Regions from separate parts of the Zea mays genome. Here region 1 is linked to region 2. A link is a contact called in public Hi-C data. All regions are on one chromosome and are shown on one strand. The core of a region is the stretch at or near the end of the contact, and the rest is flanking DNA. Distances in the headings are between cores, read along the strand shown.

Evidence for each region. Hi-C and Micro-C count contacts between places; a contact is called where the count stands out from the background.
Region 1: a Hi-C map of tassel shows a contact between it and region 2, with 5 times the contacts expected there. The contact joins the promoter of LOC103635536 here to the enhancer-like site in region 2. A contact is called at or near these places in 4 of 25 Hi-C or Micro-C datasets (endosperm, leaf and tassel).

Annotation. Positions count from the first base shown.
Region 1 is chr1:64,565,139-64,569,080 of Zm-B73-REFERENCE-NAM-5.0, reverse strand. LOC103635536 (protein phosphatase 2C 32) reads right to left here and starts at 1,440. Exons shown (of 4, transcript XM_008657970.4): 1 at 1-1,440. The coding sequence starts at 502.
Region 2 is chr1:64,521,217-64,525,329 of Zm-B73-REFERENCE-NAM-5.0, reverse strand. No RefSeq gene overlaps it. Among protein-coding and RNA genes, the nearest start is that of LOC109943633, 23 kb to the right of the region's middle. Within about 2 kb of position 1,554, at least 17 of the 20 cell types and tissues checked have an H3K27ac peak or open chromatin away from gene starts, as enhancers often do. A contact at or near this core is called in endosperm, leaf and tassel, where this site is marked.

The DNA of each region.
Region 1 (3,942 bases), core at 191-2,690, 44 kb before region 2:
CCAGCGGCCCCGACAAGAAGGTGTTGAGCGGGCCCGACCCCCGCGGCACCGGCTGCAAGGGCACGGCGGCGAAGGAGGCGGTGCTCTCGAACGCGGCGGCGGGCTCCTGCACGTCACGTATAAGGGAGACGGTGAGGGTGCCCGTCCTGGCGGAGGACGCGTTCGCGCTGACGGAGGCCCCCGAGATGGTCCGGAAGGTGGTCTCGCCGAAGCTCCTGCAGGGCCGCTGCAGGCCGGCGGCTGCGGCGGCGGCCAGGTCGTCGGCGGGCTCCTGGCGGAAGGACCCGCTGCGGGTCTCCGAGTCCATGACGCTGGAGTCGAGCGTGTAGCGCTCGGAGTTGGAGGGCGTGATCGCGGGCGAGTCGGCGACGGCGCCCGGGCGGACGTAGCAGAAGGAGTGGCCGAGCCCTTCGTCGAGCGGCTCGAGGAAGTCGAGGTCGATGCCGCCGGCCTTGTCGGGCGGCGCGAAGCAGCCGACGACCCGGGACGTGCTGTTGCCCATGGCGGGCGGCTGGCGGCTAGTAGCGCCGCGCGCGCGTCAGCGTCAGCACCTCGCGGGGAGAGCGCGCCCCAATGCCCGTCGCCGAGGGCCCCGGGCGGCCGGCAGCATGAGCAGGCGGAGGCTGGCGCACGGCGAGAAGCTATCCCCGACCTGGTGCCCCACTCCCCGGGCCAGCCGCCCTCGCATCTTAGGCCGCCGCCCACCGCCTGGTCGAGGAAATGCCCCGGCAGCGCAACCCCATGCCAGAACCCGCCGCCGCCGCCGCACCACCACCAACTCGCAGGAAGCAGGAACCGATCAGGCAGGCACGCAACAGCGCCTCCCGCCTCCGCACAAGACCTCCCGTCGGATCAGGAATCCGGCCGGCGGCGAGCGAGCGACAGGAATGGGGGATCTACACCTGGCAGGGGCGAGCGCGGAAGGGGCAGGCCTCGCTCCAGGTCTTCGAGGGGGGTTTTGGTGCGATTTGAAACGGGTTGGGTGGGGGATGGGAGGAACGGAAAGGATGAGGAGGGAGCTGGGAATGGAATCGTTGGAAGCTGCGTAAGCGACCGAGGGAGGAAGTGGAGTGGAGCGCCGAGTGCAGTGGAGTGGAGGAGACGAGACTCGAGAGGGGGAGTTGGTGCTTTCGGCTTTCCTCCTCCTCCGTCTGTCCGGCACGCAGCACGCCAGTCGCTGGTCGGCAGGGAGGCTTGCCTGCTTGGTCGCCTTCGCTTTGCACGCTGGTCCCTCGCCGCCTCGCCTGTTTTGGTTCTTGCCTACCTTGCTTGTTCTCGTTTGTTTCGTCTCCCTCTCTCCTCGCCACTTTTGGATGTACCCCCCTCTGTTTTCTTCGTTTTTTTTCTTTTCTTAAAACTAGGCAGATCTCTATAAAATTCATGTATTTTTCTATATAGCTCCTGCACATCAGTTATGTAATCGAATGGTGTTTTGCTTTCAGTTCTGACTTGAGACGCTTGCGGAGGTAGGCCGGTTTTGTCTTACTGATTATGCTACGCCATTTGCATTTGCTCCCCCCCCCCCCCCCCCCCTAATTAAATTCTCATCTGCAAATGAGAATATTCAACTCTGATAAAAGTCTTTGTCTTTGTGAAGAAAGGCTCACTCGTTATGCATGTCCACCCTCAGGGCACATATAAGCCTAATTAATAGATGGTCTCTTAAGAGATATCTAGAGGTATATACAGCACTGGCACTAGCATGGTACTCCAAGTATAAAATACAACTAAAACACTATAATATAGTAGACATGTTTAAAACATGTGTATTACTATATTTATTGCATCAATCAAAATATTCAATAAATTGAATTGATCAATTAGCTAGTTCACTGTTTCGAGTATAGAGCCAAGACACAATCTTTATCAAGATACGTGTCTTGAGTTTTTTTATATTTACCCTTTAAATATATTCGAAGACATGTATCAAGACACTCATTATACATGTTCTAATAAAGTAACTGAACAAAATCAAGGGACAAACTCTGTATATTTATTTATGATCTAAGTTTTTAAATTAGTTGTCACTTTTACTTAGAAAATCGATCTAACGACTATGGATTATACATGCCCTCATAATCTATAGCAGACCTGCCTTTTTAAATATTTTGAGCCTTTGGGGCTACTGTCAGTTTTTTTTTCTTTTTCTTTCTCTGCCGCCCGCCTTTGTCTCCTGCCTATTGTTTTCTTGCATCATTGGATTTGGTGGTGCTGCAACTGCGAGAGTCAAAGCAAAGAAAAGGAGCAGGCTGGAGCTGGATGGCCCCACGCCAACGGGACACCCTTTGGCCTTCATCATGGTCGTTGTCGTCGCCACGATGGAGGCTGGACTCTGGTGGGGTTTTGCTCATATCCGGAAGACATTATTCCTAATCAAGCATGCTAGCTCCTTAAGGTATGGCTATCAACAGTGAGGTACTGTTAGGGATACCAATAAACTCTAAATTTTACACTAAAAAATTTAAAAATCAGATCAGATTAAGATCGAGCTTTATTTCTGTTTATTTTTGAGCTAAAATTTATTTAGAGCCTTAACGTTTTATGAATAAGCATTTGATGATCCATTAAACAATACTCCATCAATATAAGGCTAGATATAGAGTAAAACTTGCTACAATGGAGTACTCTATAGTCTACTGTAAACTTAGGGAGGCCAAACAAAACGCTATTTGCAGCGTCTCTATTTTTTTTACTCTACCAGAGATGTGTCAGTGGAGAGTGGAGACCTGCCTCCACACGTTCATGCAGCAAGTACGACGCCGAGCGACAACAGCCAGTGTGGCGGTAGGAGGCAAAAAAAAAAAGATATATATAACATGCGTAGTTGATATAAAGTTGATGTATGAAATAAATATCACTACGATAAATTATAATATAAAGTAGAGAATCTAAGTAATGACCGATAAAGATAAAATATTTCTTTTAACTACTAATTTAAAGTAGTATGAGTACATATAGTCTAAAACTCAAGTCTTCTACTCATACAAACCCATCATCTATCTCATCTACTAACTTACTCTTGCAACGGTATATAGATCATCTTGATTTCACTCGCCGTAATATAAGACCCAAACACATTATTGTCCGTGCCCATGTCATTCGCTGCACGAAAAAAAAGGTGGTGGAAAACTAGACCATCAACGTTATCTATAGCTATTGTACCCACTAGTTATACATCAATCATATTTAAAGATATATAGTGCAACATATATATGACACCCGAGAGTTCGATGCAAGCCAGTGTGGACCCTCTCCGTAAAAAATAAATTTAAAATTAAAGTGAACCCTTAAAAAATAAATAGACATATGACCCACATACCAGATATTAAACTACTGATACTGCATTGTATCTTAGCCAAAAGGTCAAGAAAGATACGAGTTAAAAAGAAAACATTTCCCTTTTTTATAGCTCGTTCGGTAGTTCGTTCTTCCTCAATTAGTGAGATGGTACCATCCGGAAGCGTTACATTGCGTGTGGATTGGATGTTTTTTCACGACCCATATGGGAGGTAAGGGTAAGCTTGTTAAGTGAGACATAGGGAAGAAAAACATATATGTGTTTTACGTGTGACATACGACACATGAAACTCGTGCTTTAAAAGAGTATATAAGAGATATAAGTTGAAAATGTTTAAATAACCTTTTGTTGGGCAACTTAATTGGGATTGCTGCTCTGAAAACTGAAGTGTGGAGTCCAAACCTTGAAGTCATCGGATGATCATACATCATACATGCGAGAGCAAATTTGTGACACGCACATGTACACAAGCTGTTTGGCACCAAAATGAGCGTGCGGACGGTCCGTGGTCCGGACAGTCCGCGCCTGTGGGCCGGACGGTCCGCGCGTGCGCAGAGCAGATTAGGGTTCCGAGTTTTGTGCTACGGTTGTTAGCTAGATTCGCGGAATTAGCTCGGAAATCAGTTGTGTAAAGGGTCCAGCCC
Region 2 (4,113 bases), core at 305-2,804:
GCGAAACGATACTCACTGGAACAAACGGGTTCCGTACAAAAAGAGGCTCGGACCTCTGCTGTTCAGTATTGATTGAGTTGAAATAGGTACTTACGCAAGCATCAATACCGGTTCTAACTACCATGCCTCTAGGAGGAGTATTAGTATCGTTTGGTGGCTCCAACCGTTATTAAAAAGCCTGATTTACTACTGGTTGGTAACACCAGCTGACAAAAAAACGATATTAAAAGGCTTTTTAGTATTTTTTTGTCACTAATGGTAACATGTGAAAGGATCATGATGTCCAAGAGAAGGGTGAATTGTGCTTTTCTAAAATTCTTAAAAAAATTAAACCCTAGACATGAGCCCAACTTCACCCAAACTACTAGCAAGAAGTAAAAACTATGAAACGGAGAACAACCATAAGTCATTATGATAAATACTAGCAAAGCAAATACACGACGTGGGAGCGTGTGTGATGCACGAGATACATCAGATTTTAAAAGGTTCAGGACGTTAAAGAGTAATATCATATGTCCTCTAGGTTGCTTGATTGTATTACTTGGAGGGCGAAATGGTTAAGTGTGTGTGTGGGAATCGAGAATTTGTGTTCTATTTGTGGTGTTCTCTTCGAGGTGTTTTTTGCGCTGTCCCTTTAGAAGGGGTCCCCATCTCCCTTTCATAGTCCAAGGGAGAGGGGTTTTACAAGTTATGTGGGGTCGGTCTAATAGCTAGGCCCCTCGTTCATGCATGCGCCCACAGTGCCGCATTGGTCCTGTTGTATAGGCACAACAACTCTCTGACTCCACTAACTTCTTGATCAGCCGCATGTGGGTGGCTAAACATGTGGTGAGCTCAAAGCCTTTAGAGGCATTGGGGGGCTGGGGCACGTGACGTGCCTAGACCCTAATGTGTGGTCGGTGGAGCGGGTGGACGCAAGAGGCCTCTCATGGGCACCGGAGCCCTGGGACATGTGCCACATTTAGATCCATCAGGGACAAGGCCCACCAGCGACATGTGTCGCAACCAGACCCCCTCAATGGATTGGCGAGGGCGTCCACAGAAAGAGAGCTTGGTTAAGATGTGTGTATCAAGGGTCTCGGGCATGTGGCATGGGTCTCGGCCTCACACTATTCTTCTCGTAACTAGGTCTTCTTGACATGATGACCTACCATGATGATGGGGTCCTAAGTCTATACTCCGCGCTGGCGGGTTATGTTGTAACTCATGATTGTGGTATACAGTAAAAACAATGTACCTAGAAAAAGCTAAAAATAGCTCGTAATTTAAAACATAGAGAGTGAGAGTACAAGATAAGTAAAGAATCGATGCCTATATATAAATGGCTTGTAACTCGTACATGATATGTCTCTGTTAATTTGAAAATGAAAATTTGGACAAGTATACATACGGTGCTAAAACACAGTCGATCTTCGTCCTTCAGCGTTTTATTCAAGATTAATTAATGGGTCCCGGGCTCCCGGCCCGCCTGGTTATTAGCAGCACCATTGGGGGCATTGCCATAGACTGCCGGAGCCGATCGTGGGCCCTGTGCGGTATCCCCCTCAAAGCGAACAGCTCGCCCATCCGAAGCGTGGCCTTGGTCCATGGGCTTGGTGATGTTGTTGTGGCTACTGTGTCGTATCGGGTGCGTTTAGCCCCAAAAGGAAATACCGCACAAGCAGCCCATTCAAGAGATCATTTCGTCCAAGATAGCTAGGGCCCATGTTTTTTCCATATCATTTTGGCCCATTCAAGATCAAGAACGACCTTTTGCATTCGTGGCAAACCCTAGAGATAGTATAGGCGACGTAGATGCTTGCACATATATACATCACCATGCATATGCCTGAGGACATACACCGCGTGCGAGTGCAACTAGCGTGTAAATGGTAAAAATATTATTCATCTATATTCGAATCGATGGGATCTATCTAAGAGGCTTAAGATCTAATCCGTATTCGAGTTTGGTATTCAATATCTGTTGAGTATCCTATTTATATTCGTATCCGTATTCGTATCCTCAAAGTTGGATAATTAGGATGTCGATATCCGTTTAAATCTTATCGAACACAACTCGATAATATCCATATATATCCGAATCGAGTCCGAAGAGAAAATACGAAAACAAATATCCGATCTGATTTTACACACACTAGTGGCAAGCAACGTCACGACGTTGATTTCGTGCAGACATGAGCACGCGAGAGCGTCTGCACATAGTAGCGTACTAGTACGAGCTGTCCGAGCACCTTGCTAGCTAGCTAGCTATAGAGGCGGCCCGTCTACTTGTGCGTCTAACGATGGCGATGCCAACGGCATCATGCATATCCCCATGGGCTATATATAAACTAGATCACTAGTTAACGAAAAGGGACAGATTGATCGTCATCATCGATCTAGGTGAATGAACCGTATACTTGATCATCTAAATTGAAATTAATTTTTTATCGGTGAAAGGAACTGCGCAATATATAAATGCATTTGTACACGCTTAATAGTAGAGAAATAAGAATGATCAGTGGCCAATACAAAAACCATGCATCGCGGATATATCCCTATTACTCCTTAAGAGCGGAGTGTAGACGTCCACACATTTGAGTGGTGAACGGTTCTGCCTATGGCGCGTGGATGGAAGGTCCTCTTGCCGTTGCCGCCGATGGAAGGTGCCGCGGATCCCGGCCCTCCTCCCACACTGCCTCTCCCTCCCCCTGTGCTCCACCTCGCCGTGTCCGCAATGGAACCCACCCGCGGATCTCGCCCACGATGCACGCCTCCACCGCGCCGCCGATGGAAGGTGCCGCGGATCCCGGCACGCCCGCTCGCCCGGATCTCGCCGTGTCCGCGCATGGATCCCGCCCGCTCGCCCGGTCTCGGCACGCTCTCGTGGTGGAGGCACCCGCTCGCCCGGATGCTCATGAATACTGTCCAAGCTCGCGAGGCCTCCGCCCGCCTCCCCCACCGTGACAGGTACCCCTGCGCCCCGCCTCCCTCCGACGCCCCTACCACACCGCCATCTCCGCGCGCAGATTCAAGGCAGGCGCGCCCCGCTCCCAAATTTCCTCCGCGCTAGGGATCCGCCGCGAATCGCCCATGGCAGCCGCACTCCATCGCCCCCTTCCATCCATGGCATCGCGCGTCCGCGCCCCTACGCCGCCACCTCACTCCTGGTCCTCTCTCTTGCCCCCATCCCCCATGAATCCCACCTCCGTGATGCCCTCAGTCCCCTTCCGCTCTCAGATTTCGGCATCTCCCGGATCCGGCCACTCGCGAGGGCCTTCTGCGACGCGCCGGCCTCGCGTGCGGATGCGGGGGCCAACGGGACGCCCAGCCCGCAGGTACTCACCCCCGATCACTCTTCCTCCTGTTGCCGTGTAGGATTTAGGCATCCGGTGCCCAACTGTGATTGCTCCGTGCGGACTTACGGTTCCAGCGTGTGCCCTGCTACTCACTCTTTCTCAATTAACGTGTAGGATCACGCCGAGAAGGATCCGCCCGATGTGCTAGACGTTGCTATCGTTGGTGGAGGCATGATGGGCTTGGCTGTCGCTTGTGCAATGTGTAGGTATTGCTGTTCGTGTGCTCTGCCCTGTTTTAAGGTACCGATGTGATGAGTCGTCTTGTGTTCAGTTGTGCCTGGCAGTCGATGCTCTCTTACTCGTCGCATTAGTATTTGACCATAAATAGTATCATCCCTAGAATGAGAATGTTTTGGCAGCTGCCACTTCGTTCTCTGGGAGCTGGAGTGTTGTTTACCCGTTCATAGTTTAATCTCAAGTATTTTTACCATCGAACCATTGCTTGTATTGACGTGTTAATGTTGTAATTTCTCATGCTTTTATGTCCTGTATGCAACCAATATGCCGTTAACGAAACACCTTAGAGTCGCTATTATCGATAGCAATCCAGCGCTGAAGTCAAGAAGTTACCTGGGCAAAAATAGTATACCTGTCGGCGTTTCGAGACCGGGGGGTCCCTGGGCCGACGAGTGAAATGTCGCCGCGTGCCCCAGCCCAGATGGGTCGGTGCGAGGCCGAGCGCGAAGGGGGGAAAAAGGCGACCGGAGACGGGCGTGAGAGAGGTGGAAATCCCGTGACCTTCGTGTTCGTCCCGCGCCCAGGTCGGGTGCGCTTG